2 separate regions of the Zea mays genome follow, and region 1 is linked to region 2. Evidence: chromatin contacts called from public Hi-C data. All regions are on one chromosome and are shown on one strand. Each heading gives the region's core, a stretch centred on a gene start, on an enhancer-like site or on the middle of the called end of the contact. The rest is flanking DNA. Distances are from core to core; before and after follow the strand shown. Region 1 has its middle 110 kb from the start of LOC103637673. Region 2 holds the start of LOC100191541.

Region 1 (4,300 bases), core at 1,711-4,210, 200 kb before region 2:
AGCCGGGCCTATAAACCGGCCCGTTCACACAGCAGCTACGTAATAAAAATCTGGGCTGCTTCTACCTGTATCCTCACATTCTAAATGGCCCAGCCCAAATAGCGCACGGGCGCACGGCACACCGCATGGACGCATCCGCCGATCCGCGCATACGGCCTTATTTAGTGTGAGCGAACCCGTCGCCGTGTGAGTGAAACCCTAACCCTAACGCTCTCTCACTCCCTCGTCCTCTCCTCTCCGTGCGGCGGCTCCCAGATCCGGCTCTCGGTCTCTGGCGGCGGCGTTCGTCTCCGTGCTCGGCAGCGGCGTTCGTCTCCGTGCTCGGCAGCGGCGTTCCTCTCCCGCTCTCCGTGCTTGGCTGCCTCCGTTGCTCCTCCGATGCTCTTGGTCCCGTGCGCGTCCGGTGCTCTCGGTACGGTGCGCGAGCGCGCGGCTGCCTCGATCCGGTGCTCGGTGCTCCCACCTCCCTGCTCCGGTCCTCCATAGCTCCGGTGCTCGGTGCTCCCACCTCCCTGCTCCCTCCCACCGGCGCGGCGCACTCCGGTACTCCCTCCTCCATAGCTCCGGTGCTCGGTGCTCCCACCTCCCTCCTCCCTCCCACCGGCGCGGCGCACTCCGGTACTCCCTCCTCCATAGCTCCGGTGCTCGGTGCTCCCACCTCCCTGTTCCCTCCCACCGGCGCGGCGCATCCGGTGCTCACTCCTCGAGAGCTCCGGTGCTCCCAAGTCCAACCTCCCTGGTCCCTCCTACCGGCGCGGCCGCGCGGCGCATCCCGTGCTTCGACAGCTCCGGTGCTCCCACCTCCCTGCTACCTCCGACAGCATCTGGTGCTCCCACCTCCCTGCTACCTTCGACAGCATCTGGTGCTCCCTTCTCCAGAGCTCAGGTACTATCAGTGAATACCTCAATGTATATTCAATGATCTAGATCTTCATTTAGTGAATATTTAGTGAATCTGTTTACTCAATATATGACTGCATATTAGAGTTGTGTTTGACTGCATATTTATTGAATCTGTTTACTCAATCTATGACTGCATATGAGTTGTTTATATGGTCTGTTTGACCGCATATTTATTGAATCTGTTTGACTGCCTATTTATTGAATCTATGACTGCATATGAGCTGTTTATATGGTAGAGATGCTACTTTGCATGAAAGATTGAGAACTAGGAGAAGCTAGAGGCCAACACTGTACACAGGACGAAGACCTTGAACAAGCATTTGAAGGACTTTATCTTGATGACCCTTAGGGCCCTACACTTTGTAATCTCCTACTATTCTTCCTATTCCTACTCTATTCTAGTGATCTGGACATCTGGTGATGTAAACTGTACTCTTAGACATGAACTTATTAAATCAGAGCTGGGCTGTACTCTTTTTTCCTTTCTAGGGTTTTCTCACGAGGAGTGAGTTTTTACCTAGAAAGGTTTTCAATGAGGCAGCCATTGCACAAACAGCTCTAATCCTTTATATTACTTATCTTTATATTTTTGTTTTGTGCAAGTGTGATTGTGTGAATATGTATATAGTCTGTGATTTATGATTTTATGTCATTATGTGGATGGAAATGTAAACTGTGAAATGTGTTTGAATGTTTGAATGTGAACTGTGTTGGCGTGCTCGGGCTGGGCCGGGCTCCTTCGTGGGTCGGGCTTTCCGGGCCGGCCCGACACGGATGGGCCTGTGTAGTGCCGTGCTCGGACAGAACAGTCAGCCCGTCGGGCGGCCCGGCCCGGCCCGGTTAATAGGACGGGCTCAAACGGGTCGGGCTCAAACGGGCTCGGGCTGGGCCGGGCCGTGCCGCCCGTTTGGACATCTATAGGTACAGATCCCTCTCCTCTGCTGCGTCCGCGTCGTCAGTCGTCTCACTACTGTCTACTGGACACGCCCACACACACACACACAACGTATCCTTCCAATTGACAGCGTCGTGAAAGAGGCACACTGAGACTGCCGGACACTGCACTGGCCGTCGAATAATTTCCAGATCGACGACAGGTGGCCAGCCGCCCAGGCCGGCGCCGCGAACTTGACCGGAAACCGTCCACGTCGCCGGCCCTTTTTCTCGTTTTCTTTCCTGGAGAGTATTGGCAGTGGCAGTGGCAGTGCAGCGTGATGGGTCGCACGGGGGAGGGGCAAGAAAAAAAATTATGCTTTGCTGCTTGCCTTGCCCTCGACCGTCACAAGTGCGTGAACGATGAAACGGAGAGATCGGGTACAGGATGCGATCTTGCTAGTGCGTCGTGCGCTCCTTTTTGCTCTATATCATCGTAAGCACCAATACTTGACATCTGTAGAGGCCGAACGGTGCGGGCCGCGGGCGGTATGTCCCTATAGGTGGATAATTTACCCATCTAAACGGAGAGATCAGATGGTTTAATCTCTTTTTTTTGTGTTTTTATCCATCTAAATCGGTGGACTCTTTTAGAAAACGCTATGAACGGGTTCAAACCTCCCATATATATATGAATGTGTATGGTAGATTGCGCGCACCAATAATCCAACCAAATCAATCTATCTTTAGTTTCTTAACTTTTTGCTCTAGGAGTATCAGTAACGTAGCCTTCTCCCACCATCTTCACATCTCTTCGACTTTACGACATCTGGTGACGTCTTCGATGGCTTGCCGACTCCAAGACAACCCTAAGATCTCTCATCACTCTCACTGACGGATCCCTGACGCACGGACCGTTCGGGCTCCACGTGTGGACCGGGAAGGCCCGCTCCTGTCGTAGGGTTGCGGACTGTCTGACCCTAGGTCGTGGATCGTCCCTGACGCCGCAGAGAGCACCACCATCGGTAATCTTGTATTGAGACCCAACAATCAGATACCACGAGATGGTGTATGCAAAAAAAACTATGAAAAAGATGGAAGCTTTAATTAACGTGTGACATGAACAGGTGGATGGGCTAGATGGGTCTTTAGCCAATATGGGCACACGGACTAGGACAGGTCCTGGCCGAGAATGGGCTGGTAAACCCAGTCGACGCCATAGAAAGCCCATCTAGTGATCCTGAGCTGGGATAGGCCTTTTTTTTTACTGAGGCCTTCATGATCATTCCCTCCTACATAAAAAGATAAAGAGGTGAGGATCGAACTTTCAGTGCTCAATGCTACATAAGCTAGCACGCCAGCTTCAATTATGAGGGTGTTTGGTTTGTAGGGACTAATGTTTAGTCCCTATATTTTATTCCATTTTAGTTCCAAAATTACCAAATATAGAAATTAAAACTTTATTTTAATTTCTATATTTAGCAATTTATAGACTAAAAAGGAATAAAATGAAGGGACTAAACATTAGTCCCTAGAAACCAAACACCCCCTATATTAGATAATTCTAAAGATGGAAGAGATATTGGCACAGGATGAGATATCGAGTTTGATCGCGTTCTACAACTAAATCGTTTTTGTCAAGTGATCATCACTACGTCAAAAACATGTCAATAGTGACGTGTTTTTAGGTTTATTAGTGACACGTGTAAAACACGTCTCACATTTTGTCAATAATTAAATCTTATTAGTGACGCGTAAGAAGACGTCACTAATAAAATCACTTTAGTCAGTGTTTTAATAAATACGTGTCACTAAAAAAATACCCCAAGCAAAAACATTTAATTCCCTACCAACTAGCCCCATGCACAACCTTTGAGATTTGCACTCATAACATCCACATAATGCAAGTCACCATCTACCACTACACTACCAACTCATTTGTGTCTTTATTACATTTTCCTTCCCACATATTATAATAAACTCAGTGTAAATTGATTATTTTAGACACTAAATGAATTCAAATGAAAAACTTATCAACTACAAAGTTGCATAACTTTTCAAGATCTATAACTTTTATTTTGGTAGTTTTACCATTCGAGGTCGTTTACAAAATTTGATTTTCAAGTATGAAAGTTTTAAACGTATTTTTCTATAACAAGATGATTTCAAATCAAAACATTGTCAACTACAAAGTTTCATAACTTTTCAAGACCTACAACTTTTTTGGGTGTTTCTTCATCTGAGATTGTTTGAAAAATCAAATTTTAACTATGACACAAAGGTTGAAGCTAGTGACACGTTTATATATACATGTGTCGGGGACCATAATTAGGGGTACCCCTAAGACTCCTAATCTCAGCTGGTAACCCCCATCAGCACAAAGCTGCAAAGGCCTGATGGGCGCGATTCCGGTCAAGGCTTCGTCCACTCAAGGGACACGATCTCGCCTCGCCCAAGCCCAGCCTCGGGCAAAGACTGCTGACCCAGGAGGATTCACGTCTCGCCTGAGGGTCCCCTCAGGCAA
Region 2 (4,916 bases), core at 908-3,407:
CATCATCCACAATCATTCCTTGTGTCTCAAAATCCAATGGGCAGAGGGTTTCATCAAACCCATCAACCTCATCTCCATTGTAGTTTCTTTGCTGTGCTCCATGCCCAGAATAATGGAACACCAATGAGTCTCCAGGTTGACAACCTTGCACAAGCCAATACATGGCCATCCCTATGTTATGCTTTGTTGGGATTTTGTAGGGGTCGGTTTGTTCTTCTGCAAGAATGTATTAAAAGTGTTTACTTTTTTAGGGTTCAAAAGTAGAAACAACACATTATCAAAAAAATTGCTACACTCAGTACATAACGTTTCAAAATAATCAAAATGCAAATTCATCTGACATCTAAATTGCACCTAATGTAAATGTGCCTCAGTTACATGTGGTACCAAAAAGAAGGAAGCAAGCTCCAAGGTAGTATTTGCACTTCAAATCTTTCAAAAAAAATATTAGCACTTTAGTTGGTATATAAAACATGGAAAATCTAACTCAACTTGAGTAGAATACTCAAAAGAAGCTAATAAATATGCAAAACCACTGGCGGCACATCAAGTAGATCAGTAAGGAAAAAGATAATAAGCATAAAATAATATTATGTAAGTATTGTAGACCAGGCACAAACAAAAGAGTCAGACCCAGTGTTTAAAGCTCCCACATAAGTGAGGTATAAGGAAGGGATAAGCCGAGGCAAGACTTCCCTTCACAAATGTGGAAAGAGTCCTTCAAACCCGCAACCTAGTGACTCAGTGAGACAACTCTCAACACTAAACCAAACTTGCCCTTCAGACCAGGCACAGACAGGTATATTAAAAAAACTCGACCAGTGGTGATAAGACAACCCCGAGCATTGCATTAAGAAGAGGACATTCTTACACAGACCGAGAAAACCATAAAACCCCCTATCTATATACAACAACATCGTAGCCTAGCCAATATGAATTAGACCCGTGATTTGGTGTGAGATAGACAACGTCAGCCTCAAATTCAAACATCGATGACATTCAAAATATAGACATTCAATCTACTAATCTAGAAAATTCCCAACTGTGGGATTGCATCTATATTTTTCACAAAACATAAAATTCCCATATTTGGAAGGATGAACAGTAGAAAATCCTTAATTTCTTTGCAGAAACTTGCAGGACCCACAATGTATATAACCACTTTAAACAGTCTGAACTTTACATGAATTTGCAGTTCCACACTTGGGATTCAGTTGCTGAAATCAAAGTTAAGACAAAATCTCCTGGTTTGGAAAAATACTAGCAGAAACTATACCTTCCTTCTGATTATCTCAATTCTCAACCTGAACATCATATATGATCCAAAATGGCCAAGCAAGCATATTCATGTACTTATCCTTTTTTTTTAAACGGCCTGAGGCAGAACCATTTGGTCAGACAGGTGATAAATATCTCATAATATTGGACGAAACATGCATTCATGCATCCTCCAGCATCAACCCTAATAAAATATGCCAAGGATAAGAATAATTGGAACAAATAAAGGTAGCCGACCGCAAGGCCTCCTCCAGTCATCATATCTCATCCTATCCTTCTCTTTGGCAATCAATCGTGCCGCAGGAGAAACCACATATACAAGGATCTTATACAGGCAAAGAGTTGACCCGAAATTGCGGCCAACCAATTCGATCGACTTCCTAGGAGTCGGTAGAGCAGCAATGCAGAACAGAGGGTGCGGATCTACGGACCGTTGAGCATAATGATGGAGTCGTCGGGGAAGTTGAAGCGCGTCATGAGGAGGTGGCGCATGCACTTGACGTCGTTGATGCAGCCCTTCAGCTCATACCGCGAGTGCCGATACGATATCCCGCACACCACGGCTCGCTTTCGCCCGTGCACCGGCGGCGGCGGTGGACCCCACCCCGGCGGCGGCTGTACGGCACCGCGGTTGGGCTCGACAGGAGGGGCGGGGGCGACGTGCGTGATAGCCCCACAGATGGCGCATCGGATACAGGGAGCCCCGTGCGGCAGCTGCAGCGGGGTACGGCACCTCGAGCAGTCGATCAGCATCATCATCCTGCCCGCCGATCTCGGAGCCGCGTTGCCCACTCGCCCGTGTCTGTCGGCGCCGGAGACGCGACGAGCTGAGACAGATCACTGGCGAAGTGGACTGGCTGGTGCGGTCGTTTGGCGTTGGTGGATTCGGCTTGCGCCGTTGCGCGTGGCTGACCTCGTCTAGTTGGAGTTAATTGACTTTGTAACATTGTCGTCGAGCGACTTCGCCGGTCTACTACTCCGCTACACCTCGCTACTTTGGTATTATGAAGCACACATCAACATCAAATTGGGACGGTTAATCTCCCGCCCTCTGTAACCTTCCATGAGCTATGATAAAAGTCAATTTTGTCCCTGCTTTAACCACGGAGCCGGGTGAAAACCTAACTCCTCTTTCCATTCCACAGCGCCGCCAATCTTTCTGTCAATCTTTCTGTGCTAGTTCCTCCGATGGCGACTCCGACGAGAGGGAAGAAACGGCTGGTCGTCGACGTCGATGTCGAGGTCGACAGTGAGGCCGAAGTGGTTGCCGCCTTCAGTCGATTGTCTGTGTCAATCATCGCCAAGCCTACAGGCGACGGTAGCGGCAAGGAGCACTCCATCGGCAAGGATGTCACCTGCGCGGCCACATCAGGTACGTGCTACACCCAACAAACTCACCAGCAACATCCCTAATCCTACAACAGCTAGATGCAATTTACTTCCCAACGGCAGACCCATTCTGTCTTCAAGCAGTGCTCGGCACCTCGTTCAGTGTCGGTAAGGTTTCCCTTCCACCTAATTTAGGGTTGTGGTTTGTAAACTTTTGCAGTACTATGTTCAATTCCAACAACATTGTTTGTGGTTTCGCAAATAACCTGATTTGAAACGGTTCGTAGTGACCTCGCCCAAGCCATTGCAAAGATGCATGTAGTTGGGAGGAGTTGAAAGATTTGGCTGGAGACGAGATTATGGATTCGCCAGATACGGCCAAAGAGGTGTCAGTGAACTTCGCAATGTGGCGCGTGTATGAGCTTGCTCAGTCACTTGAGGAGGAAGCACAACGTTTAGAAGATCTCGAAGCTGGTCCGTCGCCACCATTATCTGAGTATTTCAATAACCAATTTGCTGAAGATCAAGATATGGGTGGTGGGGAATGGGCACTGGATGATGTCAATTATGAAGAGATTCGGGGTCGTCAGAGGAAGTAGAGTAGTATGGGTGGTGTGGAATGGGCACTGGATGTGTTATCTGTGTAAGAGTTAGCTTGTGTAAGGTTATCTGAGTATTTCAATAACCTTATTATGTAACTGAACTTGGTAGTGAACTACTGTGAACTTGGGTATGTATGACTGAAGTTTATGAACCTGGTAGTGAACTTGTTCCATGCATCATAAGAGTTAGCTTCTTTCTGAAGTTGTGTATGTCCACCTGTCGACCTGGGTTTCTGTTTTCGGTTTCTGTTTTCAGTCACATGAACATAAAGCTTCTTTCTGAAGTTGTGTATGTCCACCTGTGAACCTGGGTTTCTGTTTTCAGTTTCTATTTTCGATTCTGTTTTCAGTCACATGAACATAAACTGAAAAGAGAGCTACAAACTGAACATGGAAGAGGGACTAATTGAAAACAGAAACTCTTCATAAACATAAACTGAATGTGCCATAGTTTGACCACAGAAACTCTTCATCGAATAGACATAGTTTGACCACAGACATACACATAGTTTCACACATACACATAGTTTCACACATACAAATACACATAGTCTCATGGAATATAGATTTAGCTAGTCTCACACATCCAGTTACTTTCAAACATGTTTCTTCTTCGTCGTCAACTTCTTTCCTACTACTCTCTTTTTGTGCCTTTGTGGGGTTAAGTGCTCAACATGACCAACTGAAGTTGTGGCGCCCAACAAAAGCCTTGGTGGGGTTAAGTGCCCAACATGAACTCCCTGGAACTCCTACTGCACAACATCAACTCCCTGGCACAACATCACCTGTGTTTGACTCGTAACTTCAGTCTTCCGGGGTCATCTGGTGGGTCCTGATGTTGAGATGATTCGGCCACATTTTTTGGAAACCATTGTTTTGTGCTATTTTTCGAGGTTTCCTTTTCCTGAAAAACACCAAAAAAATACCATTATGAAGTAAAAAAACTGCTCATTAAGAGGGCATTTCAAGCTGCGGTTCAAATAAAATGGCTTGCCTTTTTTGGACCCATTAAGAGGGCATTTTGGGCTGGCCTTCCTATGACCGAGTTGGCCACAGTTCGGGCATTTAATTTTTCCTCTGAGTAGCTTCTTCTCCTTTTCCTCCTCAGGTATGGACCGTTTCTTCTTTGCAGCACCACCTTCTAGGCAGCTTTTCATCCTATTCTTCCTTTGTCGCCCAACACTCCTCTTACCAATAGGTGCATTCACTTCCTCGGCTATGGCCACTTGTGGCCAAAAGGATTTGTCGCCCACACTTTCAATCCTTCGTGCGTAAGCCTTTTTAAGTTTTTCAACAGAAAAGTAGTCGTCTACGAAGTGCTCCATTCCAACGTCTCGCATCTATCATCAATCTGTATTGCCCCCCAATCAATTTCTAAAACCTGAAACCAAAGGATAAGACAGCTATGAAGTACTCGGCGTAGGTACATCAGACAATAAACTGCTGGATATTTGAAATTGAATCAAACCTCCATTCAATATTCATCCCCAAACAGAAAAACTTGAGGATCCGACAAATCCGAGCTCGGGGCCGGTAGATCCACTCTTTCCACAGGAGATCGTGGTGAATGTACTCCAGAAGATATCGTGGGGAGGCAAGGAAGGGGTGGCTCACTTTCATCGCGGGGAGATGAATCCGGTGAGTGGGCGCAGTACGCGTCCTCCATGGAGACGGGTGAAGGGAACACTGAGCTTGGGCAGCGTCGCG

What was found. Hi-C and Micro-C count contacts between places; a contact is called where the count stands out from the background.
Region 1: a contact with region 2 is called in a Hi-C map of endosperm, with 3 times the contacts expected there. The contact joins the enhancer-like site here to the promoter of LOC100191541 in region 2. A contact is called at or near these places in 7 of 25 Hi-C or Micro-C datasets (bundle sheath, ear, endosperm and 3 more).

What each region holds. Positions count from the first base shown.
Region 1 is chr1:96,651,786-96,656,085 of Zm-B73-REFERENCE-NAM-5.0, reverse strand. No RefSeq gene overlaps it. Among protein-coding and RNA genes, the nearest start is that of LOC103637673, 110 kb to the right of the region's middle. Within about 2 kb of position 2,960, at least 17 of the 20 cell types and tissues checked have an H3K27ac peak or open chromatin away from gene starts, as enhancers often do. A contact at or near this core is called in bundle sheath, ear, endosperm and 2 more, where this site is marked.
Region 2 is chr1:96,453,754-96,458,669 of Zm-B73-REFERENCE-NAM-5.0, reverse strand. LOC100191541 reads right to left here and starts at 2,157. Exons shown (of 5, transcript NM_001365495.1): 1 at 1,710-2,157; 2 at 1-216. The coding sequence starts at 2,037.